Linked DNA regions of Zea mays: region 2 is linked to region 1. The links are chromatin contacts, called in public Hi-C maps. All regions are on one chromosome and are shown on one strand. The core of a region is the stretch at or near the end of the contact, and the rest is flanking DNA. Distances in the headings are between cores, read along the strand shown. Region 1 has its middle 73 kb from the start of LOC118472297. Region 2 holds the start of LOC103629391 (DNA-directed RNA polymerase III subunit 2).

Region 1 (6,521 bases), core at 1,690-4,189:
TACTTTACTCATTAATTGTTGTAATCAAACTAATATTGTGGTATGCTTAAAGAGAGAAGGAAGGAGGATAATAATAATAATGACAATAATCATATAGACTTTTAAAATTTCCCATATTTATATCTACTCCAAAAATTTGGGTATTACAATCAATATCAGGAAAAGAAATAACTCTAGGTCATGCGACTCGGCAGATATCTGATCAGGCAACGTAGAAAGCAGAACTTGGAGTGCAACAACAATAGAGTCCACCCAATAGCGAACATTGGGCAACCATTCATTTCCCCCTAACGACCTTCTCCATTAGGCTCACAGAGGAGCACAATATGAATCAAACGCTAGTCTATTCACTGAATATACTGGTTTTCCCAAATCCAAATTATGAAAGAATTCTTCAGATGCAATTAAAGACACCTAATACAGCAACATTAGCACAATTGAACATTGCCAGGCATCCTAACTCTATAAATAGCTCTTTAAATTTAGTGGCTCTCTATCCTTCTGTCTTCGTTGTCTATTTTTTGATAGGCTGCTTCATTCTCTATTCAGTCGGTAGGTTTACCAAGTTAGATTAGGCTACACTTTTTCTATAAGATCTATTTTAGAGAGTATCTATATCAGTAAATTTGGATACTCTTTTTAGCTAATTGGCTTTGACAATTTTCACTTGTCAGTAAAAAAATAAAAATAACAGCAAAAGTTGGCCTGGACATCCTTGCACAAACCGTAATATCTGTGTTATTTCACCATTTGCAGCATCATATTGAAAAAGGCCGTAACGTGCTTGTACAATACAGCATTCTTTTTGAGTTACAACATACAACAGCACATGTAGACCACTGGCGTCCCGGAGGACCTTCAAAATCAGACCAAAATTTAAGGGGCCTGCCGACACCGACACCGACCTAACCAAAGCCTCAATCCACATGATCATCTACTACGACAGCCTGATTGTTCGAGAACAATGGTTCCCTTTTCTTGGGGAAACCAGGGGGCTCCATACCTGGCCCCCTGTACTTGATCTCAGGAGTACCCCTAAGACCAGGCTCAGCCGAAGCAGGTCGGTATTGGATTCCAGATGTCCCTGCATATCTAGTAGGGGACACGTACCTTCTTGGAGCACTCCTCAACGCCCCGCCCCGCAGATCCACAGCCCTAGTAGCATCAGAATAGCCTCGGTCGGTAGTTCTTGTAGTGGCATCCACATAGCTTCTATCACTGGCTCTTGATGTTCCATCAACATAGCCCCGGTCACCGCTTCTTGCTGTGCTGTCGGCAAAGGCTCGATCACTAGTTGGATGATTCAAAAGGCTCCCCGTTGGTGCTGTTACAGAGGTGTTAAATGTCTCCTCTGGTGTCCATCCCAGAGAATCCTTCTTTTTCACGTATACTTGCCAAATGCCGATCAAGAACAGGAGGAAAAGCAGCGCTGGTCCACTCCATACAACAGCATTGCTCTCTGGCTTGTACACCGGGAAGTTAGACCTATAGATAGCAATGTGGCCATCCCCAAGACCCAAGATCACCAGCTTCTCCCGGTCTGCCGCGATAACAGGCTTCCCAGCTGGCTCGGTGGGCAGCACGCCACCAGAACCCGCAAACACAGATTTGATGTCCTTGATGCTTGTGGCAAACAGCGGCCGAGGCGCACCGACTCTCCCATAATACTGAGACGATGTGTTGAAGACAAGAATTTTATCATGGCTGGCCACCAAAAGGTAACCCTTGATCGTCTGTATTGCAACGGGGTTGTCCATCTCAGATTTCTTGACGGAACGGACCCGGCATTTGAGGCTGGAAACATCACCAAGAAGCAGGACGTGCACGAGATCACCAGCTTCGGTGAAGCCGTAGGCCTTGAATCGCTCCGAGGGGTCAAAAGAGTATGCCTTGACGCTGGTGCCATTGAGCATTTCAGCAAGGCCCTCACAGGGCGTCTCGCGGACCGACATGGAGCGGAGGTCGAGGGACGCGGCTCCGGCCTCGGTGAGGAAGAGGAGGCGCTGCTTGACAAAGGCGAGAGGCGTGGACGAGGCGATAGCGGTGCCGTAGAGCGTGCCGTTCTCGGTGAAGACGCGGATGCGGCCGCCGGCGTCGCAGGAGAGCACGTAGCGCGCCCGGCCGGCGTGGTGGGCCTCGAGGTGCACGACAGGGGCGGCGTCGAGGCCGCGGACGAGGAGGCGGGAGGAGGCGGCGGCGAGGGTGAGCCAGTCGTCGCCGTGCGGGGACGACTCGATGAGGCGGTGCGCGGCGATGGAGCCGTCGGCGTGGCCGGTGAAGAGCAGGCAGTCGGTGCGGCGCGGCGAAAGGTAGGCGAGGAGCGCGGTGACGCGGCACTCGCCGCCGGAGGCGGCGGCCTCGAGCTCGAGCAGCGCGTCGCCCGCGGCGGAGAAGACGAAGACCCGGCCGCGGGAGTCCCCGACGGCGAAGTACTTGGTGAGCCCTTCGGCGTCCTCGTACGGCAGCGCGGCCGCCGCCGCAACGTAGGCGCCCTCCCCAAGACGCGCGGCCGCCGTGAAGTGGAAGCGCTCGGACCAGACGGGGCGACGCTTGGTGACCGCCACACCCTGCGGGGAGCGCCGGTCCCCGACGGCCGCCGCCGGGGCGACAGGCTGCGAGGGATCCGGGTCCGCGGATCTGGCAAGCGCGGACTCGAGCGCGTGGACGGACCTCGCAAGCGACTCCGCCACCTCCTCTAGTTTCGCGAGCTGCGCCGCGTGCCGCTCCAGCAGCGCGGCCTCGGCCGCCGGTCCCGGCGCCTCCTCCGACGCGGCAGCGAGCGGGAGGAGGAGGAGGAGGGCAGCGACGCGGTGGGGCATGGCTGTCAGCGGTGGTGAGCGGGAGGCCGTGTAGGGTTTGTTTGAGTAGCTGGAGCCTGGAGGCTGGACTGAGGGGATCTGGGTGACTGCGTGGGCTGGGGAAAGTGGCAGGGAATGCGGTGTGCGGAAGAGGCCCACCTGTCAGCGAGAGAGGCTTGCGCACAACCGGCGCCGCGTGCTGGAACAGTGGAACTAGAAGAAGGGCCGTTGACTGTCAGCTGCTGTGGACCCAGATATCAGTGAAGGCGTGGGGCAAAAAGTATTTGCCTGAACCACATTGTCATGTACAACACTACCCAACCCAATGTTTCTTGTAACAATATCCAAAAAATTTATCATATGTTACTCTAAACAGGTGCGGATCCAGGATAAAAATAAGAGTAAGGGCACATTTCTAAAAACGAGCACCAAAATATCAGAGTAAGGTATGACTGAAAAGGAGCCCAGCCCAGCTTAGCTCGGCTCGTCACTGCTCATTGATGTAACGAGCTAAAAATACCAGCTCGGCTCTCGAGCCGGCTCGTGAGCCTGCTGCACCTAGCTTCCAATAGCTCTGTAGATCAGCGCTCAGGCAGCAGCTAGCGCTCAAGCCACGCCTAGCAACTCTTAGGCAGAGGCGCAAAGCGGTGCACTACTGACCAGGGAAGGTAGCCGCCGGAGAAAGAGGGCAGGAGGCCGACAAGTAGGCGATTATAGAGGGCCTGGAGGCGGCTGAGGCTTGACCGCTTGAGTGAAGCAGATGCGAGTGACAACAGCTAGGCAGGGGTCGATGTTGCTCGCTGCACCTACCGCGTAGTCAGGGCAGCAGCCGATGGAGGTCGGCCCTCCTCCTCGTCGGGCTCTCAGGACTTGGGGTCGTCTGATCGAGGTCCCTAGGAGATGGAGTCGCCATGGTGTCGTCTCGGGGTCACGGAATTCGCAGACAGCCCTCAACACAGGCAACCTACAATCGTAGAGTCACGATCACCTGTCGATTGATGGATGCAATCAAATTAGGATTAGGATCACCTGTTGGGCCAAGACAAGCCGTCGTAGGCCTTGTATTGATGTTGGGTTGATGCGCACTGTGTTGTGCTCACTGTACAAGGGCCAGCTCGTGAGATGGCTTGGCTCAGCTCGCGAGCCGGCTCGAGCCAAGCCTCACTGTCAGGTACCTAGGAAAGGGGTACCCAAGGGGAGGCCCATAAACCTCTCTCCGATCCATTTAGCGACTAAGTCCCCATCGAGCAAGTCTGCGAGGAGGGGCGAACGACCAAGCCCCCACCAAGCAAGTCTGTGAGGCAGGGCGAGCGACCAAGTCCCTGCCGAGCAAGTCTGCGAGGCGGGGCAAACGACCAAGTCCCCACTGAGAAAAATCTAGGAGGCGAGGCGAACGACCAAGTCCCCGTTGAGCAAGTCTGCGAGACAGCATGAACAACCAAGCCCCCACCGAGCAAGTCTGCGAGGTGGAGCGAACGACCAAGCCCCTGCTAAACAAATCTATGAGGCAGGGTGAATGACCAAGTCCCCATCGAGTAAGTCTGCGAGGCGGGGCAAACGACCAAATCCCCGCCGAGCAAAGATTGTGAGGCTGGGCGAACGACCAAGTCCGTGCCGAGCAAGTTTGCGAGGCGGGACGAATGACCAAGTCCCCTCTAAGCAAGTATGTGAGGTGGGGCGAACAACCAAGCCCACGCCGAGCGAGTCTACGAGGCAGAGCGAATGACCAAACAGACCCGCAAGGAGGGAGCCCAGGACGACGTTGATGGTCCATGACGGCCGTAACATGACACATCACCACCAAACCATATCCATGCCATGCGTACAGTACCAAGGGGGTCACGGCAACAAAGTCTTCACCCACATACCAAAAAGGACATGATGACACACCTAGTGCATGCTTACACATGCTGGAGGTTGACGTAAGGTTGTTGACGGAAGATGAAACTGTACTAAACACAAACCTCAAACTTACCGAGAGCATGTTCTGTGGGACCCATCATGTACGACAGTACGAGCATAGAGCGAGCTACAGGAACTCGCACGCCGGACGGACGAGACAGAACGTCGTGCCAAGAGTACGGCAACACACGACCCGTCAGAAGAGCCATGTCGTGTGCGGGCATGCCCCAAGACTGACCCAAGAGGGGCCCACCGCGCACTACAACATAGGGCATTAGCTAAAGAACTTTCTCTCTCATGTAAGGATCGTCCCTTGAAGTATAAAAGGGAGTCTCCCCTCGTACAGACAAGAATGCCAGTTGTGACACGTCTCAAAGCAATACTACGATCAGCACTACACTGGACTAGGGCGAGAGCTTGAACTAGTATAAATCTCATGTCTCAGTTCCTTATTCAGATCTTGATGATCCACCATTCAGAGTGAGTCCACGCTTGCATCCTCACCGAACACAAATCTATTGTCCACCAGTTTCCAAAACCACGTCACTCATCGAGCTCGAGCTAGCTCGCCAAGCCTGAGCTTTTTTCAGCCCTACAGTGAGGACTGAGTAGGACTTCATGGTGAAATTTTGGACTGAGTAGAGGACTTCATGGTGAAATTTTGGACTCTACCACTTGAAACAAAGAAATGAGCAGGGTCTGGGCCCTCGCTGCCACCAATGCAGGTCCGCCTCTGGCTATAAAAGATATAGTTGTTCCAATATATAGTATCATGTATTGTTTTATAGTCCCCACAAAATAATTAAATGCTAGGTATGTATGAGATTATGAATTGTGGGTTACATAGATGGTTGAGATTTCAATGCTTATGATCTCGTGTCCAAATGGTATCTAGCTCAAGGTACTATTTATTCTCTTTCCTCTTTACTCGCATTTCACATCAACTTTCTATCCTACATGTCATGTATTAAGTGAGTATGACACCATGTACCAGGAATAGACTTAGCGTTGAATTAATCTAGTCTCTAAACTTATCACAACACAACAACTGGTAGCTATAAATAAGGTTAGGTCCAGCGCACTGTTATTGCCTACTGATGTTGTCACATCCAGGTTTAAGGATAAATCTAGATGCATCTCATATATGTATCAGGATGAAGTTGCACACACATGATGACTCAGTGTATAGAAACCAATGTCACAATCTTTATTAAACAACAAAAATGTCTTTACAAAAAACTTAATAAAATACACAGAGCTAAGATAACTTCTCCACAGGCACAATTGACTGGGAGACGACTGTATAGATCTCATCAAACTCATCACATTAGTCTTCCTCCGGTGGTACCTGCTCTTGACCTGGGTAGTGATTATAGCAAGGGTGAGCTCCGTACGGTCATCGCTCAGCAAGTGTGGGGAAAAGTATAGTGTAAGGCTTACTAAGGAGGTGGTTGAGGCTAAGTATTCGCTTTTAATTAAGTTGGTCAAAATTTTATTAGCAATTACTAAGTATAAGTAAATGCCGACCCAATTAAATAACAGATCGATAATAAAATTCCCCATAATGCAATGCATACCAAGTTAAATTTAATTCTATAATTTAATCATGTGAGTGCTAGAGCCGCTCATAACCGTGAGCATGACTAATATATTAGTTTTACACTCTACAGAGGTTGCACACTTTATCCACAAGTCATGTATCCCGTCTAGCCAGGGTTTGAAAAAACCTGTTGCACCCGGATTTAAGGGCCAAACCCGGGCACGAATCAAATGTGTGATGGGATCAAGTCTCACACATATGATGACTCAGGGTACAGAAAC
Region 2 (6,521 bases), core at 2,375-4,874, 480 kb before region 1:
TTCTCACTTCATGCTGCTTTCCGACAGTGTATTCGATATGAACTTTTATGGGAGCAGAGTAACTGAAACAATAAAGAAAATTTGAGCAAGCACGACAACTGATAGGACAAACAGAATTTGAACACGCAGAAGCATGCACTGGGAATATAAACCACCACTGTACCACCAAAATAGTCAAGCTATTGTTGTGCAACAGATCTACAAATGCCACCATTGATCAGCATGTCAAGCTTTCAGGTTGCAAACCAAGAGCAATCCTCCCTTGGTGCTTCATGAAACATCTCCCACCACTATGCACTATTATCATGCATAATGAAAAATTAATTTCCTACCTCTCTACCCATTTAACAATTCCATCAAGTCAGATTGATAGAGTTTCCCATATCAGTCTATCTTCAACAACCATCCTGGCACTCCACATGCCCCCTGGCATGACTAAGGTTTGTCCGTTGGTGGCAGCCAAGTAGTAGTGCTTGTACCATCCTGGAACTTGGGTGTAGAAGCGACCACTCCAAGAGCAAGAAGTTGATAGTTGATACATAGGTCTAAAACATCTTGAACTTTGACTACAAAACCTGAGAGGCAAGAGCATATCACAGGAGGTAGATGAATCAAGCGGTTGAATGAGTAACATGCCTTGACCCACATATTGACTGGCAACTTTTGTCCCTTTTTTCCATGGAACAAAATAATTATTCCTATTTCCATACCATCCACGCTTGGTCCAAAGTTCGCTTGCATCCGTGCTCGGACCACAGTCCCTAGCTGTGCATATTCATGCCGGCCATCATGCTCTTCCTGCAGCAATCACCGTCTCTCCTGTGTCCTCATCCAGCACGACCAGATTCAGTACACATGCTGCCTGCCTGACGTGAGCATCTGGCAGGTTGTGGACAGGATCAGAGACGCCCTCAGCTTCAGATTAGTGTGTGCACCTACTGAGAATAACCACAGTATGTGTTGCCCGTCCTGATTGTTGTTTTCACCTATCCTGATAATAGTAAGAGTTTGCAAAAATGCAAAGGAAATGGTGGAGTAGCCATCACTTGTGCCCATGTAATACTTCAAGATCAGCGTAGAGCGTAGTCAAGAGTTAACCAGAGACCAAGACTGGGCTAATCACACACGCATTGGGAAACCATGAAAGGGCACATTGCACGCTAAAGTAATATAGCCACGAGATCTAGGCTAGGCGCAGGCGTCGCAAGTTGAAGCAGCAGCCTTGCAGGCACTCAATTCCACAACTTGAGCCAGTATCAGACACGCTGCTTTCTCGTTTGAGCCAGCAGCCCAGCAGGTGCAAACTTTTGCTGGTGGTAGACAAAATTGGTTACAAAAATCAACAGTGGCAGTCCTCTGATTTGGGATGGTGACACTGGGAAACAAAGGGCCTGCTAGGTACAACTTAATAGTTTATAATGTGCTTATGACTAGAGAATGCTTGGTCACGCTTCTCACCACTTGCCCCATTAGTACTAAAACACATAAGGTAGGTCAAACCTGCTTTTTCTAACCACATTTTTCCTCCATTTGTGCAACTTTCCAGGGAAGAGTTTATTAGAGAAGCTGCACCCTTTGGGCCTGTTCATTTGGGATTATAATCTGTCCAGGTTATATAATCTAACTTATTTTGAACTAACACGCAGTTCAAAATATATTCAGTTGGGATTTCTGCAGCCTCCTGCAATGGAGCGTGTGCAACACCGTATCTCTTTGTATGCAGACAATGTCATTATGTCTTTAAACTATGTTTTAACGTCGTTTTAATAACATTGCAAAACAGGGCCAAAGAACTCACCACATCATCAGCGAAGGAGGAAAAGGAAAAGATAGAAGGAAAAAAGGGCTAATTAGGACAACGGGCTGCTCACTAGAGGCAACAAACAAGAGGAAAAGAATCTAGCGCAACAATGAAGCTCTGGTACCATGTTAAGTTGTTAACAATAGCACATCTCTGTTCAATATGCCTTAAGGTTAATATACAACTACAAAACAGCGCATACTGTTCAATATGCCCTTAAGGCTAGTATACTATGACAAGAGGTGCATGCATACACACATGGAAAGAAACACATAAAGGAAATGTAAATAAGTATATTTACATCTAACATCATCAACATCTACAATAAGAAATATGATGTGGACAGCCTGAATTATGCTAGGAAACAAAACAATACCAGAGCCATAATAATGCCACATAAATCTTATTGCTTATTCCATCTAGCTCAAATGATGTGTAACATAACGTCTCTTGTTTTCTTAGTTGCAAGTACAAACTACAAACTGATGCAAATGAGGAAATGGATTTACGTTAAAAAATATACGAGGAAATGAAAGGCTTACGTGCGGTCAGTAAGGCGGCAAAAATGTGGTGTGATATTTTCAATGTTATACTCTACATGTACCGAGGGCATGCCAACATGCACACCAAGGTACCTGCAATGTGACAACAAAATAGATATTTAACAATAGTTAGAATACATATTACACAAATTGACAAGCATACCTAAGGTAAATGGATGGATCGTTGCGCGCTTCAATTCGGTTGTTTGCCTCAACGATCTTCTTGATTCCTTTGTTGACAAAGTAGTTAAATGAGTCGATGTGCTCCTTCACAAGCCCTCTAACCTGTTGTTTACATCCATCAAAGAAAAAAACTAAATCAAGGCAAGAGCTTAAAATTGAAAATCCATTGGCGCATAAAAACAAGTGCATGAGTTGATAGGAGTGACCAATGAACAAAATGAGTCGTAAATTAGAAATAGATACAAGATAACCCAAGCAAGTATAGAACAAGCAAGGAGCTAATCTGCGGCTAACAGTTTATAAATCATGCACTAAGGTGTGACTGTAACAAACCACATGGTAATAATCGGGTTAACACACGAAAACTACTGGATAGGCCCGTGAATGCAGGGAGCATTAAAAGTGAGTGTGACAAAATTGTTGGATAATAAATCAACAGGCAGCAGCTTCTGCTGAATGAAAACGTCATGCTGACCTTGAGGAAGGCCGGGAGGAGCGCGAACTTGTCGACAGGCTTCCTCACCGGCGCTGCTAACGAACGGTATGTCGGTAATGGCACTGTGTCGGCCACCGTGCCGCTGCACGAAGCAAAAAAAAAGGAAGAAGAGGTGAGGGTTTGGAGATGTCGGGGCGGTTCGTGGTGGAGGAGGCGAGCTACCTTTGGCTGTCGTCTTTGGTGGGCACGGTCATGGCAGAGGGGCTTGAAAGCAGAGTGCGGAAGAGAAGCCAGGCGACGCGGAAATTTAACGGCAAGAGAGGCGCCGCTTTCACAGGTGCGCTGCCCTCCTGCTGTTGTCGTCTTTGGGGTCCGAGGCCGACGATAGCAAAGAAAAGAGGCGACGCCGGCGGGCAAGAGGAGAGTGGAATTCAGCAGATGCGCCGGAAGGGCGGAGGGGCGTGTTGCAACCCCAGAACCTGCGCCGTCACAGGCGCTCAAGGCCGGCTAGCCTGTGGCCGTGGACGAGAGGGAAGAATAGAGGAGGAGGGCCGAGAAGGCGAGAACCGAGAGAGAAGAAGGGAAGAGCACTTGCGTTGCGTGGTGCGCGAACCGGCAAAGGAACTGGCGGCGGCTGACGATCGAGGAACGAAGGCATATATAGGGTTTAAAGGGTTTAAACGGCCCAATTTAATGGGCCGGGCTGCTTGACGAGCCAAACACGGCCCTCACGCTTTCCTCCGGACTTAGGTCGCGACTTGATGGATGACCGTCCGTCGAGGTAGACGTAGGGTGGATATCGAGCAGCTCGGCTCGACCGATATCGGATACCATAAATAAGGGTACCCTAACACTTCTAAACTCGGCTGGTAATCACCATCAGCGCAAACTGTAGAGGCTGATGGGTACAGTTCAGATCAAGGCTTCGTCTACTCAAGGACGCAATCTCGCCTCGCCCGAACCCAGCCTTGGGCGGGAACAGTAGTCCCGGACGGATTCACGTCTCGCCCGAGGGCCTCCTCAAGCAACAGGCGCTCCCTCGACTCGCCCGAAGCCCAGCTCGGACAGGCTTCGTAGTGAAGCAACCATGGCCAAATCGCCTCACCAACCGACCGTATCGTAGGCGCATTCAATGCAAGGATCGTCTGGCACCTTATCCTAACACATGTGCCTCAGTCGGCAAGGTCGAAGTGACCACAGTCACTTCGCCCTCCCACTGACTGACTTGACAGGAAAACAGCGCCGCTCGCCCCTCTCCAACTGTTGTGCCACACGCCAAGGTGAAACTGACAGCAGCTGAGTCCAGCCTCAGGCGCCACAGGAAGCTCCGCCTCGCCCGACCTTGGGCCTCGGCCTCAGGAGAAGTCTCCGTCTCGCCCGACCCCAGGGCTCGGCCCCCGCCTCGGTCTCGGAAGATGGACTCCGCCTCACCCGACCCTAGGGCTCGGCCTCAACCTCGACCTCGGAAGGTGGTCTCCGCCTCGCCCGACCCCAGGGCCCGGCCTCAACCTCGACCTCGGGAGGAATCGCGTCCTCGCACGACCCCGGCCTCGGCCTCAGGAGGAGTCTCCGCCTCGCCCGACCTCGGGCTCGGACCGACCACGCCACAGGGGGTACATCATTACCCTACCCCTAGCTAGCTCAGGCTACGGGGAACAAGACCGACGTCCCATCCAGGCTCGCCCCGGTAACAAGTAATGATGGCTCCCCGCGTGCGTCCATGGCGACGGCGGCTCTCAGCCCCTTACGGAAGCAAGGAGACGTCAGCAAGGTCCCGACAACCCCGACAGCTGTGCTTCTACAGGGCACAAACGCTCCTCCGACGGCCACGGCACCATGTACACAGCCACACAGGGCACTAGCACCTCTCCGACAGCCACGTTGGCATGTACATAGGGCTCCGACTCCTCTCTACCGGACACGTTAGCATATCGCTACACCCCCATTGTACACCTGGACCCTCTCCTTGCATCTATAAAAGGAAGGGCCAGGGCCCTCATACGAGAGGGTGGTCGCGCATGACTCTCTCTCTCCCTCGCGAACGCTTGTAACACCTACTGCAAGCGCATCCACTCCGGCGCAGGACAACACGAGGCCGCAGTTTTCCCCCCTTTGTGTTCCGTCTCGCGCCAACCCATCTGGGCTGGGGCACGCAGCGACAATTTACTCGTCGGTCCAGGGACCCCCCGGGGTCGAAACGCCGACAGTTGGCACGCCAGGTAGGGGACTGCTATGTGTTGACGAACAACTTCCCGTCAAGCTCCAGATGGGTAGTCTCCAGCAACCTCTTCAGCCCGGGACGCTGCTCCGTTTCGGGAGTCTCGAGTTCATGTCCCTCGACGGCAGCTACGACATGGTACTCCTTCCCCCACAGTGCGACAGCGACAACGACGGCCGTCAGCCCGCCCGGCGGCGGCGGACTCGGCGACGTTTCCCCCCCATGGCGGAAGATCAGCATCCGGGTTTGTCCTGTCGCCTTCCTCGCCGCAGGAGCAGGAGGCGGGGAAACCGTGGCCAAGCAGGAGGCGGCACCTCGTTGGCTATCGAGCGAGTCGACGACGCAGGCGCCCCAGCGGGGGACATGTCGGGCGTAGACCTCGCGCCTGAGACGACGACGAGCGACATTTCCCCGCAACACGCCAACCCCAAGCGGACAGATGACGCCAGCACGCTCGCGAAGGGCCTGCTGGGCGTTAGCCTCATACCTGACATAACGGTGCAGTCCGTCCCCGACGCGACTTCATCACCGTCCATCGATCGAGAGGTACCATCCGTTTTCCACCCTGTGCCTTTTAGATTCAGCTTCGATCCACCAAGCGATCCCGCTTCGGTGAGCGCTTTTATAAAGGCATATCCTAACCTTCCGGGGTACCATATGTGGTCAACCTAGGACCGACTGACGGCCGTCTCGACCTACGGGCCCCCGGGCTCCGAGGAAGACGACGAGCCCGACTCTGGTTGGGATTTCTCCAGGCTCGGTAATCCTAGCGCCATGCGAGACTTCATGACCGCATGTGACTACTGCCTCTCCGATTGCTCCGATGATGGCCACAACCTTGACGACGAAGGTTGTGGCCCAAGTCGCGAATGTTTCCACGTCGATCTAGGGGGTCACGACGAAGGCAACCACCTTGGTATGCCGGAGGACGATGATCCCCCTGGGCCTGCGCCTCGCGTTGACATCCTGCGGGAGCTAGCTGTGGTCCCAGTCCCTGCGGGTCAGGACACACAGCTCGAGCAAATCCGTGAGATGCAGGCCAAGCTCGACGAGGAAGCAGGACAACTTGTGCAGCTCCAGCAAAACATCGAGCAGGGATGGGCAGGCCGAGCACTAGCCAGAGAAGCGCGTCATCAGGCCCAGGACGTCCAGCGCCGTATCACTGACGATGCCAGGGCAAGGCTACCCCCGGCTTCTAGTGGAGTCAGCCAGAACCTGGCTACAGCGGCAATACTACTCCGAGCGATGCCGAAGCCATCCACCACCGAGGGGCGGCGTATCTAAGGAGAACTCAAGAATCTTCTGGAGGATGCCGCGGTCCGACGGGCCGAGAGCTTTGCC

The links. A called contact is a pair of places that touch in the nucleus more often than the background predicts.
Region 2: a contact with region 1 is called in a Hi-C map of ear, with 3 times the contacts expected there. The contact joins the promoter of LOC103629391 here to the enhancer-like site in region 1. A contact is called at or near these places in 2 of 25 Hi-C or Micro-C datasets (ear and tassel).

What each region holds. Positions count from the first base shown.
Region 1 is chr6:68,692,024-68,698,544 of Zm-B73-REFERENCE-NAM-5.0, reverse strand. No RefSeq gene overlaps it. Among protein-coding and RNA genes, the nearest start is that of LOC118472297, 73 kb to the right of the region's middle. Within about 2 kb of position 2,939, at least 20 of the 20 cell types and tissues checked have an H3K27ac peak or open chromatin away from gene starts, as enhancers often do. A contact at or near this core is called in ear and tassel, where this site is marked.
Region 2 is chr6:69,177,063-69,183,583 of Zm-B73-REFERENCE-NAM-5.0, reverse strand. LOC103629391 (DNA-directed RNA polymerase III subunit 2) reads right to left here and starts at 3,624. Exons shown (of 38, transcript XM_008650527.3): 1 at 3,185-3,624; 2 at 3,002-3,104; 3 at 2,507-2,628; 4 at 2,344-2,436; 5 at 1-62. The coding sequence starts at 3,216.